2 separate regions of the Gossypium hirsutum genome follow, and region 1 is linked to region 2. Evidence: chromatin contacts called from public Hi-C data. All regions are on one chromosome and are shown on one strand. Each heading gives the region's core, a stretch centred on a gene start, on an enhancer-like site or on the middle of the called end of the contact. The rest is flanking DNA. Distances are from core to core; before and after follow the strand shown.

Region 1 (7,110 bases), core at 24-2,523, 260 kb after region 2:
AAAGAGTGGAAATTCAATAGCTGGGTGTGTTAACAGTCAAGGTATTTTCACTTTTGTCTTCTTCTCTAATTACAACCATCAATTTATTTTAATTATTAACTTATTTAATGTCACAACCAGTGAAGCATAATTGATGCGGTGAGAGTACAAATCAAATTTGTTTCCTTTGAGCTCCCACAGGTCCTTTTGGGACCGTTTTGCAAAATGCACTCATTTAATCTTTGGAAATGTATTTCAAAACTTTGATGGACTTATGGGTATCTAAAGATATTTTCATAACATGTCCCATGTCCAACAAGTTAGGTGTTTTTTTTCTCTTATATATTTTCACTAACTGTTGTATTTTTAATCTTGGTAGGTTTTGAGAAACTGTCAACAAAATTAGATAAATTAGAAATGTTTGATTTAAGTTACAATTATTTTAACATAATCATCTTATTCTTTATAGAAAAAAGGAGAATTGCGGGCTATGAAGCTTGAGGTGCTTGATTTAAGTGTAAATTTCTTCAACAACACCATACTCTCATTCCTTGCTTTACTCTCAAATTTGAAGTTTTTGAATATCAAATCTAATAGATTGGAAGGAGCTATACACATTAAAGGTATTTCTACTTCCTTTTATGCTAATTCTTTTAAGCCCTTGTTTTTCCTCTATTAAAAGTTAAAAATGCTCAAAACATTCCATGTGATTCATATGATTTATTACTAATAAATTGTATTTGCCACTCTTCCTTGTTGGTTCTTGAGACATAAATGCTTTAAGCTATACATGGGTTTAACAAAATGAATGATTTTGTTCCATCCCAAGGTATTTATCTATTATTTATTTTCTTTTTGTATTGTCAGGCCAATATAGTTTTTAAACCAAAGATAAATGATGATTACAGATGATGAAATAGAAATAAGGTTGATGAAATTAAAAGTGTTTCATTCGAGTCACAATCTCTTTAACAATAGTATATTGAGATCTTTTGATAGGCTCTCAAATTATAAGTCTTTATATTTTGGAGACACGAAATTCTATGAACCAATGAATTTGAAAGGTAAAATTACCCATTCCCACATTACTTTCTATTAACAATTTAAATTATTATATTCTTCATCCTCACTGTATATTGGGATTATTCATTTTTCTTCACCTACAGGTATTGCTAAAACAAAATTAATTTTTATTATTATCATTCAAGAAAATTAACATTTAGCCTTTTTCTTCTTTTTTTTTTTCATTAAGGATAATTTAGTATAAAATGCTATTAGGTTATTTTATAAATTTATAAATTTTGAAGCGACTTAAAAAAAATCATTTTAAGGTATCAGGGCTTTCGCATTCTCTTTTTCCCCTTCTGCCACCCCTAATATTATTCCTCTTTTTGTTCCTATTGAAAATTTTATACCAAGTGATTGAGTTCATAAACTAAGATGGAAAAAACCTGTTATGCACCTTTTTGGGTAGATTTAAAATTGGTAGTGTTGGCAAAAAATGAGATATTGAAACTTTGATGTTTCAAGTCATCAAGCACATACCTCTTTTTTAATCTATTCTTATTTGATTTCGGCTACTAATTTGATTGTATTTTATAATGTTTGATTCTAATTATTAACTTTAAATATATAAATTTAGATTTCTTCTTAATTTGATTATATATTACCAAAAAAAGAAAAAGCAAACATAAATGTGTTTGTTTTCTATACGGATAGCATTTACAACATTTCACTATAATCGATAGATTTATTCCCATGGTTAAAGACTCTTGTCTTCACAAGATTTAGCTTTCAAGGAACCTTAATCCTAATTCCTATAATTAATGTTTAGCAATTTTGTGTGTCCTGCCTTCACTTACATAGATTCAGAAATTTGGAAGAGTTATTCTTGCAAGGTTCTTGGACATTTGACTTCTCTCAAGCGTTTGGTTTTATATAAATGTGAGATCAATGGAAGCCTAGCCCTTCAAGGTATATAATTTGGATCTATCAATTTCTTTTATAACAAGTTGCAACCAAAATTATAAGTCTCCCCAGAATTTAATATTAATTAAATGTTTTAATTTTATTCACGAACTTGTTGTTTACGATTTTTAACGTTAAAAATGACTTTTTTAAGTGTTCTAAAAAGAGGGGCAAGGAGAAATAAGTTAAAGAATGTTTATCAATTTATTTATTTATTTGTAAATATAAAAGGCTTAAATCAAAACTTGTAAAACCTAACTATAGGATTTCACAACTGCCTATTCAATTTAATTTATTTAAATGTAATTAGAGAATATAAAAATATTAATATATAAGTAATACTTTCAAATATATATATAATTAATTTATTAATAGTTTAATATATTCTAAACCATTCGAATTAGACTAAGATATTGTTCGGAATACTAAAAAATTAAGTATTAAATATAATTATAAAATTAATATTTTTAAATTATTGAATTTGATCTTATTAATACTAACATGGCATTTTATTTTGTACAATTTGGATATCTCATTTTTTTAATATATATAAAAAAGAGATGATTTATTTTTTAAAATAAAACCAACTTAAGGTTGAAATTTAACACTCTTATTTCACACTCTTTTTTGTTGAACATTTTGTATTAACTTAAAAAAATAATAAAATTATCAAATGGACAAAAAAAATGAAAATTTTCAATGATTTTTTTAACACGCCAACAAAATTCAAGTCCAAATGTATGAAAGCTATAAACACCTAAAGTATATTTTAATAAAATAAATAAAAAGTAAATAAGATGTTATATGCTTGTTTTTACTATTTTATTGATTTGATTACTTTCTTTATATTTGTTTCAAGCACCTCTTTACGTAATTATTTAATATAACAGGCTTTTGCGGAATGACAAATCTTCAAGAATTGGATTTCACCAACAGTAATTTAAAGGGTGGCTTGCCCAATTGCTTCTCCAACCTCACATCTTTACGTAAATTAGATCTAATTTCTTACAATATAGCCCTTCACAGTTTAAAATCCCTTGAAACATTAGCTCTTTCTTTCAATATATCTGCCCTTCAAAGATTACATCTGTATTCCAATAACTTCTCTAGAAATATATCTGCCCTTGAGAGTATAACATCTCTTGAAAGATTCTCTCTCTCTTCCAACCAATTTTTTGGAAATATTTTAGCTCTTAAGAATCTACCATCCCTCCAAGATTTGAGCCTTTCGAATCCCGATCTCACTGGGGCCTTTGTTCAACCTTTCAAAACTCAAATGCCTATATGCTGACAACAATATTGTACATGCTGAAACCCAGATGCATTCTTTGGCCCCGTTGTTCCAACTAAAAGATCTTAGTTTATCATGTTGTGGAGATGTTGGATCATTTCCAAGGTTTTTTTATCATCAACATGACTTGCAATATCTTGATCTCTCTAATATCTATTTCAAAGGAAATCAGTTCCCACATTGGTTGTTGGAAAACAATACACTACTGGAGAAGCTAGTTTTCACCAATAGCTCTCTATCGGGACCGCTTCAGCTACCATTTGCTTCACAAACGCGTTTGTCACATTTAGAAATCTCCTGCAATTTCTTCAATGGCAACATTCCAGTTGAAATTGGAGCACAACTACCAGCATTGAGGTTTATAAACATGTCAAAAATCATTTCATTAGTAGCATTCCTTCAACTTTTGGTGATAATAGTTCACTGAGATATTTGGACTTATCCAAAAAAACTTAGAGGGAAAAATTTTATCTGAAAATTCCTACTTGCCAAACTTAATGGAATTGCTATTGGATGGAAATAACTTCTCAGGAGGGATCCCAGATTTCTTGTCTACGAGCCCTTTTTTTTAACATTGGATGTGAGCAACAATCAACTTTCTGGTAGGATCCCAAGGTGGATGGGAGATATGTCTTTTTTGAAGAGAATTATCATGTCCAATAATCATCTTGAGAGAACAATCCCAGTCGTGTTCTGTCAACTTGGTCTTAAACTTCTAGACCTTTCAGTCAATATTATCTCAGGGAGTATACCATCTTGTTTCAACCCTTCTCGGATAAGACAAGTTCATTTGTCCAAAAACAGGTTACGAGGAACCTTACCCGATGTACTTCGTAACAGTTCCACTTCGGTGAAATTGGATATCAGTGATAACTTCTTAAGTGGTAGCATCCCAAGTTGGATTGGACTTTTGAATTTGAGTTATCTTCTCTTAAGTAAGAACAACTTCCAAGGGGAGACCCCAATGGAGCTATGCAAATTGAGTCACTTAAGCTTGATTAATCTTTCCCACAATAATCTTTCTGGTCGTATTCCCCCATGCCTAAAAATTACCACCCTCCAGGATGTATCAGAAGATTATGTTGGTCGTCTTATGGCTCGTGGTTTCTCCATATTCTCATTCAATGAACCAATAGAGTTTCCAATAAAGAATGTGTCCAACTCTTACAAGGGAAGAATCATACCATACATTTCTGGGATTGACCTTTCTTGCAACAATTTGGTTGCTAAGATTCCTTACGAATTTGGAAACTTCTACAAGTTACTTGTTTTGGACTTATCTCACAATAGTCTGACAGGACCGATCCCACCAACATTTGTTAACCTCATACAAATTGAAAGTTTAGATCTTTCTTACAACAACTTGAGTGGGAATATTCCTTATCAACTTGTAGGGCTAAATTTTCAAGCCTATTTCATTGTTTCATTCAACAACTTATCTGGAAAGACGCCTCCAAGGATTGCACAATTTGGAACTTTTGATGAAAGCAGCTACAAGGAAAATCCTTTTCGTTGCGGTGAACCATTGCCAGAATGTGCAGATAATGGACCATCATTGTCAATGCCAAATTCTTCAACTAACAACGCTGAAGACGATGATTTAATCGACATGGGGGTGTTTCATATAAGTTTCATCGTGTCTTACACGATACTTCTAATGACTGTTGTTGTGTCGTACATAAATCCTTATTAAAGATGGGTTTGGTTCTATCATGTGCAAACAAGTACCACATTTTGTTATAATTTTGTACTTGACTGTTCTTCCTAGATGATTTCATTGCCAGTGCTTTTAGGGTATTTATACTTGTAATTTTTCGAACAGAATGATTTAAAGAAAATTCCATTATATATTAATATGATTTGTAAATGTTCTCAATGATTTTTGCATGCAAAGCAAAATATAAGAAAATATTCGTATTAAAAATATATGTTAGTCTGAGTTGCTCCGACAATGAATGAAATGTCTCACATTCGTACCAAATGATCAGGTCGAGTGTGGGATGCCACAATTAATGTTTTATTTTATGACAGTTGTTAGAATTAAGTGACCCGAATCCTTATTTAAATAAAATACAGTGGTAAAATAAAATAAAAGTAAAATCCATATAAAACTACACTTCTTTTATTTTATTTTAAAATAAGGTTTTTTTAAACCTTATTAAACTCCATCTATTTGATATTGATTAGAATAAGGTGTTTCAATCTTACTACACTCCTATTAGAATATGGTTTTACTAGCCTATAAAGAGACCTAGTCTACTCCTCTTGTAATCATTCAAATTCAACATAGTGAATTTTTTTCTTCTTTGCCCGTGGTTTTTTCCCGAAAGGTTTTCCACATAAAAATTTGTGTGTTCTTTATTTTTATTTCTCTTTTCTTTGCGATATATTGTCATTACCAATATTTTATTTTTTTACAAATTGGTATCAGAGCTTCCGAGTTGTTCATCTCAATCACGGTAATGGCGTCTTTGAAGTATGAAATTTTACTGTTGGATCGCAACACCAGATTCGCGTTATGGCAGATAAAGATGCAGGCAGTTCTTGCACAGATGGACTTAGAAGAAGCACTGCTAGGGGTAGATAAGATGCCTTCGACATTGACGGAGGAAGAGAAGAAGCGTAAGGATCGAAAGGCATTAACACAGTTACATTTGCATTTGTCTAACGAAATTTTACAAGATGTGATGAAGGAGAAGACCGCCGCTGAATTATGGAAGAGGCTATAACAAATATGTATGCAGAAAACTCTAACCAGCAAACTGCATATGAAGCAGCGTCTTTATACTCATCGTTTAGAGGAATGTGTGTCTGTGCACGAAAACTTAACAGTGTTTAAAGAAATTCTCTCAAACTTGGAGGTCATTGAGGTTCAGTATGATAAGGAAGATCTAGGGTTGATTCTACTTTATTTGTTGCCCCCGTCTTATTCAACCTTTAGAGACACGACTTTATATAGTCGCGAGTCTCTCATAGTTGATGAGGTTTATGATTATTTGACCTCGTATGATCAGATGAAGCATTTTGTTGTTAAAACTGACTCTCAGGGAGAGGGTCTCATTGTTCGTGGGAGACAAGATCAGAATGCTGATAATAATCGTGGAAGGACAGAGGAACGGAATCCTTGCAGTAAATCTAAGGGTAGATCGAAGTCTTCAAACAGAGGTAAAACTTGTAACTTCTGCAAGAAGAAAATGCACATTAAATCTGAGTGCTATAAGCTACAAAACAAGATCAAAAGGGAGGTTGCGAATCAAAAAGGAAAACAACCAGAAAATACGGTAAAGCTAATGTTGTAGAAGACTACAGCGATGGTGAACTTCTTGTCACTTCTGTAAACAATTCTAAAGTGAACGATGGGTGAATCCTTGATTTGGGTTGCACCTTTCATATGAGTCCCAATCGGGATTGGTTTACAACTTACGAAACATTGTCTAAAGGTGTTATTTTGATGGGAAATAATGCTTCGTGTAAAATCGCAGGTGTTGGAACAATTAAAGTTAAAATGTTTGATGGAGTTGTCAAAACACTTAGTGGCATAAGACATGTTCCAGAATTGAAGAGAAATTTAATTTCGTTGTTGAAAGTGGGATTTTAAAGATTTCCAAAGGTTCCCGTGTTGTGATGAAATGGCAGAGAAAGACTACCAAGTTATATGTTCTATAGGATTCTACTATTACTGGTGATGCAGCTGTCGCTTCCTCTTCCTTGTCAGATGATGATATTACTAAACTTTGGCATATATGCCTAGGGCATATGAGTGAGAATGACATGGAAAAATTGAGCAAAAGAGGACTTCTTGATAGGCAACGAATTTGTAAACTGAAATCCTGTGAGCACTGCATTTTTGGAAAGTAAAAGAGAGTTTGATT
Region 2 (6,743 bases), core at 1,619-4,118:
AATAGTATTATAGTCACTTTCAATGCATGCTATGATCTGTTTTTTATTTCTGAAATCTCTTTGCGATGAGACAACGGGCCTTATTAAACACTATTGGTGGGCTGCCAAACATGACTCCAAGGGGATACATTGATTGAATCGGGACTTAATTTATAGGCAGTGACCGAAGGTGGGTTGGTTTCCTTATTCAACCGGACTTGGTAGCGAAGCAAGGGTGGAGGCTCATTCATAATACTAATTCACCGAGTTATAAGGTCTTAAAGGGAAAATATTTCCCTAATTGTGCTTTTATCGATTCTAATTATTTGGCAAGCCAAGGATGTCCTGAACTTAGACTTGAAGTGGCAGACTGGAGAAGGGAGAGGCGTACAGATTTGCAAAGATATGGGGGTTACTGATGCTTCTGAATTTCAAATCATTGGTACTCCTAGATCACTCTCAGACGATGCAAGGGTCGACAACTTACTGAAAAGGATAGATGGTAGTGGAAAATAGAGCTCATAAATGGAGAATTTTCTGCACCTGATGCAGAAGCAATTTGTTGCATCCTTGTATATGAATCACGGCCCAAAGATACTTTGGAGTGGCATCATAGAAAAACGGGTGAGTACACTGTCAAGAGTGGGTATATGGCTATATGTGTCTTCTAAAAGCAAAACATGGTATAGGAATTTGGATGTCTTTGTGGAACTCAGAGCTACCTCCTAAGGTTAAATTATTCTCTTGGCAGGCTTGCTATGGTATACAACCTTTCGGATGAAAATAGCAAGGAGAATTCACGTCATTGACCTTATGTGTTCAAGATGCCATTCCACTAATGAGGATGATCTGCATGCTTTGCTTTCTTAGAGCTACCTCCTAAAGTTAAATCATTCTCGTGGCAGGCTTGCTATAGTATACTACCTTTCGGATGAAAATAGCAAGGAGAATTCACGTCATTGACCTTATGTGTCCAAGATGCCATTCCACTAATGAGGATGATCTGCATGCTTTAAAGCAAATATGGGGCATACGAAATTAGACCGTTTAATAACAATGTTTCACCTCTAGCGTCAGCTGTTGGTAAAGCTAAAGTGTTCCTATAGGAATACTACAAACTTGCGCAATCAGCTAAGACTACCACCGCTACTCATCCTGGTATAAGTTGGCTGCCTCCTCCAGCAAGCCATGTAAAAGTAAATTTTGATGCCACCTTTTTTGCAACATCACCTGGAGCAAGGATTGGGGTGGCTATCCGGTGACCTGGATGGTTTTATACTGGGAGCACTGCTCCTTCCAAAGAGGTGAATCCGAATCCGTGCATGACAAAAGCAATGGTAGCACTAAGGGCCATAGACTTTACTCACCAAATGGTACATCAATGTATATGGTTACAAGGTGATTCACTGCAGGACATTAAGTGGTCTTGTTCAGCGAAAACAGATTTATTAGTCATTGGACCACATATAAATGATGCAAGGCAAAGACTACACGGGTTCGAAGATGAGATCACACCTTTTCAAAGACAAGCAAAACAAGTAGCACACTCATTGACTAAATTAAATGTTATTTGAGCAGGATGATATCGCAGTTATGTTGGATACCATTAATATATGATGAATGAAATTATGTTTATTTGAGAAAAAAAAAATTACACCATAGCAGATGAATAAGAATAGAAATGCAGAGAGTGTAATCATTTCTCAAAGTTAAATTTCGTATCCTGTCTCACAACCATGTCTTAAGTGGCATCAATCAGGGAAATTAAAGAAAAAGTGGGAGAGAAGGGTTGTATCAGAAAAAAAAAAGAGTAAAAACGCAGAGATTTACAGAAATAATTATGACAACTTCAAGTCTGGACCTGTCCAAAAATCCTCTCACGCAAAACATGGGAGAGAAGGGATGAATCACGATCTCACTGATCGGTATTTTGGCCTTGAGTTGACTCTTCTTGGAGAATCTGGGGGTCCCAAAATTTCTGCATACATTTCCATGAAAAACTTGTCGACAATATCAAGATAGGTAGGACAAGTGAGTCGAGAATAGTAGTGAAGAACCTCTTCAATGTCAAGAACATGTTCCACATTGCTCATATCCATCATCTCTAGCTCTTTCAGCTTTTGTGGCACTGATAAATTCCTTTCTTCTCTTCTTCTCTCGCCTGAATTACAATCCTCTCGTCTGTTCCCCACCTTGGCTCTCCTCGTTTTACGCTGCTTAATGTCCTGATGATCATCTCTTCTTTGTGTTGTAGACTGCTTCACATTTCCCTTAATGTTTCCTTGTCTTTGCGCTTCTATATTATGAGTTGAAAAATTTATCTTTTTCCTGTTGTCATTTCCCTCCTTTGGGTTGCCATTGTCGTTGGGATTCACGGCAACGCCTGCAGAGGTGAATGAATAGGGATTGTACGGAGAGGCTTTGGGTAGCCTTTGGTAAGGTTCAGCATCAGCACCAGAGAAGAGAGACTTGAAACTTCGTAAGGTTTTCTGAAAGAACCTTTTGGTATTGGAAATGGAATTTCGAAGCAGCATTGGTTACGGATTACAAAGAGAGTCAAAAGGGGAAATCACTTACTTGGTGACGGTGATGAATACAAATAATAGAGGAGGAGCCATTAAAGGGTGTTTTGAAAAACTTGGATTGAAACAACGGAAATAAGAGAAAGGGTACTGTTTTTCTCACTTTGGGGGTTGCTTTTATGTTTTTCGTTGTCTTCACATAAGCTCCTTATTATTGTTGTTGTATTGGGTTTTGTTCTTTGGTCACCAAAAGAGTCCCCACTAGCACTAGTGTTCATCAAACATATGTCAAAGCTTTTAATTTATGGAAGCTTTGGTGATGGTTTCTTGCTCATTAATATTATAAATAAATATAGCATTTCGTGGCTTTTACTTATGATGGTGGAGTTGGTGTGGTGTATAGCCGCTTTTAGAGGAGGAAAGGACAGCGGCCCTTCCTGCGCTGGTTGTTGAATTTGGCCGCCGGTTTCTTCACATATACCAAATCTAGATTTTATCATAATTTTCCAATCAAATATTGGTCTCTCACTTTTAATCACTTAAATCGATGATGTTTATTACTAGGTTGAAAATTGGTTTAATTTAATCATCTAAAGGACACTTATACTATAGGTCTGGGAGCAAATAAGCATTTCAATATTTAATTCTAAAGTTAAATATTAACAATTACTAGTTTATGGGGTTCTAAAATGTAGCTTAATTTAATTATTCTCAAAATTTTCGCTATTTAAAAAGTTTAACTAGGTTGCTTACATTTAACTAATTTTCATACTTGAGTCAAAGGGGTCGACTGTAAAATTTAGTACATTGAGTGGATACTTAAAATAAAAATATACCATTTTTCTTTAAATAAATGAACCAGCTATCATAAATTCATAATATAAACAAACCCGTGAATCACGGAGCCAGCTGGACTAGCACCATTGTTAATATCTTGCACCAATAAAATTTTCACCCTATCACCTAACGCCGCCAAAACTTGACACGTCACCACCCGGCTGTTATTTTTAGTATTCTATTTTATTTTATACAAATTTGGAAGAAATTAAAAAAGTAATATAAAATTCCCCCTCCTCCCACCACCGCTTTCCTGAAATCGAAAGCTTTTTGGTTTTGCAAACGATGCTTTGCGACCCGAATTGTTCAAAACATATCAGGGAAAAGGCTGCGTTTGGTGTAACCGCTTTGATTCGAGTCAATAAAGATGTCTTAGAAGGTCAAGTGAATAATTGAAGCTCTTCTGGAGATTAAATCAGCCCATAGCTTAAAAGTTTTATGCGAGTTCATTACATTTATTAAATCTCCCTTTGCTGATGAAATACTCTGTAAAGAAGAAACTCCCAAGATGTTAACTTTATTACAATCCAAAAATTTGGGTATGAAAGTTGTGGTATTTGATTTCATTCTTGAAATTGGTTACCTTGGGCGTAAAGGAACTGTTGATGCTATGCCTAATGGAGGGTTGATAGAGAAACTTGTGGAGTTGCAGAGGTCGGAATTTGGTGGTGATTTAATAGAGATGGGGAAGTATACTGATGAGAATGAGGCGAGTTGGGGGAGCAGGGAGGACGGAGTGGGGATAGGGGAGGGAAATATTTTTTTTTTATTTTTAATATTATTTTAATTAATATTAATATTAATATTAATATTTTTAATTAGCTAAAATTTGTATTTCTTCAGTTTTTTATAAAATAAAATTGAATATTAAAAATATCAGCTGGCCAATGTCGTGTTAGGTTCTGATTGAGGAAATGTTTTTTTGATTAACTGCGTTATGTGGTGAATTGTTCAAGTACTCAAATTCACAATATATATATATATCTATTTACAAAAATAAATATACTTTAGGTGTAATTTTTGAATTAAACTTTAAATAATTTATAATACAATAAAAAAATTATTAATTAAAAATATATTTATTAATTAAAATTAGAAAACTTAGAAAAATTAAAACAACATGAAATAATAATAAAAACAAATATGAATAAGAAAAAAATTGAACCCAAGGACAAAACCACTAACATTAAAAGAATTCATGTATCAAGTTATTAAAAAATATAGGACGCATTTTCTGTTTCTCTCTTCAAAATCAATTTATTTCCTTAAATATCGAAAAATTAAACTTAAATCCCTAATTAATTTTTTAAAAACGACATTTTCTTCAAATTTACTCGGAATATGGGAATGATGGTTGAAAATAAATATAACTAAATTTCGATAAATTTTTTATATACTTTAGGTAAATTATAAATTTAGTACACTTACTTTAATTTAATTAATTTTAGTTTTTATATTTTTAAATTTTTAATGTTTTGGCCTTATCTAATGGTAACAGTAAATCTGTTTGGTTAAATTTTGCCATTAGTCATATATTATGCCTAAAATTATAGACTTAGTCCAATTCATCAATTGGATTATTCTTAGTGGCTATATTTTTTGAATTTTAAAATTTTAGTCTTAACACAAATGAAAGCCGTTAAATCTATTAACTAATTTTTTTTGTGAGTAATATGGGAAAACAACAAACAAACATAACATTACACATGTGATATTATGTTTGACACATCAAATTTTAAAAATAACAGAACTTAATAAAGTTAATAGATATCATCTGGTTAGAATTAAAATTTTCAAATTCTAAAAGTACAGAGACTAAAAAAGACCAAATTAAATTAAAGGTACTAAATCCATAATTTACACAAAGTAAAGGGTATAATAGCATAATTTGACTTTAATTTTTTGACGGAAGCCTGAGTTCTCCGATCCTCGAGGTTCATGTTTTAAAGAACAGGAAAGGAATAAAGAGAAAAGTGAAAAGAAATTTAGAAAATATAATACCACGTGTCAATAAAATGTCACGTCATTTTGTGACGGTTTAGGATAAGCTAATGGGGCCATTTACCAATAAAAGCTTAATTTTTTTATAAATTTACCGAAATGAGCCCGGTATTTTATTATTTACCGGAATGGACCATTTTCCGGCAAATCGCGTCCACGTCAGCGCAATGTCAGGGGACGTGCCAGGAAATCGCGGCCACGTCAGAGCGCTTTGCTGACGTTGCAACAAATCGCCCCCTCGTGGACGCGATATGTTGCCACGTCAGCAAAGCGCGCTGATGTGGCCGCGATTTCCTGACTTGTAGGTTTTTGGATTTTAGGGTTTAGGGTTTTAGGGTTTTTAGGATTTTTAAGGTTTTGGAGAAAAAAGTAAACAGATAAGTCGCGCCCATGTGTACGCGCTTCTTTATGGAAACATCTGCCCTTGAATCTACAAATGTTGAGCATGCATTCACTGAAATACTAACTCAAATACATCATGTGATCAGTCGAAAAGCACTCGAACAAGGGAATGATCAAACAACATTGCCCAAGGGACAAACCGTCAATGTCGGCTCTCGGGATGATGTTTCAGTTGTGAAGAAAGACGGCTACTGTTCTGCATAATTGTTAGATGATTCTGAGTGTCCAAATTTGCTTCCTCATTAAGCACAAGCTTTCCTCACCGCGATCTTTCTTGAGATCTTTCGTTGAAGACGAAGAAATCACAGCATTCTCGGGATTTTCTTATAGTTTGTTCAGACAGATCTAGTTTTAGCATTTTAAATGATTTTCATTAGTTGTGGAGAATAAATTTTAAATTAGCTATCATAATGTTTTGTATTTTCAAAGGAGTATTTTATGTAATATAACAAATAAATAGGGATAATTTAGGTATTATAAATAATTTAAATAATTTAGTGCAACTATATACATGAAATTTCATTAGATGGGTAAGTCGCGGCCACGTCAGCGCGCTTTGCTGACGTGGCAACAAATCGCCTCCTCGAGGACGCGATTTGTTGCCACGTCAAGAAAGCGCGCTGATGTGGCCGTAATTTTCTGGCACGTCCCCTGACATCGCGCTGACGTGGACGCGATTTGCCGAAAAAGGCCCATTCCGGTAAATAATAAAATACTGGGCCCATTTTAGTAATTTAAAAAAATAGGCTTTTTTTGGTAAATTGCCCAAGCTAATGATTCCACAAATACTAAATTGAAAAAAAGAAAAGAAAAAGAGATAAATTAGGTATTAACATTGTAGTCCTACAAAAAAATAATATATCATTTTGTCTTTATTTTTTCCATAAAAAATTTTCGTCTTTATTATCAATTAAATCTTCTCCTTTACAATTTTTCATCAATATTTCGATAATTCAACTTAATTAATGAATTAAACTTTTTAAAAGCTTGACCTTTGGTTTG

The links. A called contact is a pair of places that touch in the nucleus more often than the background predicts.
Region 1: a Hi-C map of leaf shows a contact between it and region 2, with 2.8 times the contacts expected there. The contact joins the promoter of LOC107899977 here to the promoter of LOC121218515 in region 2. A contact is called at or near these places in 2 of 34 Hi-C or Micro-C datasets (both in leaf).

Annotation. Positions count from the first base shown.
Region 1 is chrD06:10,974,286-10,981,395 of Gossypium_hirsutum_v2.1, forward strand. LOC107899977 (receptor-like protein 15) reads left to right here and starts at 1,274. Exons shown (of 2, transcript XM_041095650.1): 1 at 1,274-1,953; 2 at 2,838-5,024. The coding sequence starts at 3,858. The coding sequence ends at 4,931.
Region 2 is chrD06:10,709,106-10,715,848 of Gossypium_hirsutum_v2.1, forward strand. LOC121218515 reads right to left here and starts at 2,869. Exons shown (of 1, transcript XM_041095793.1): 1 at 988-2,869. The coding sequence starts at 2,513. The coding sequence ends at 1,887.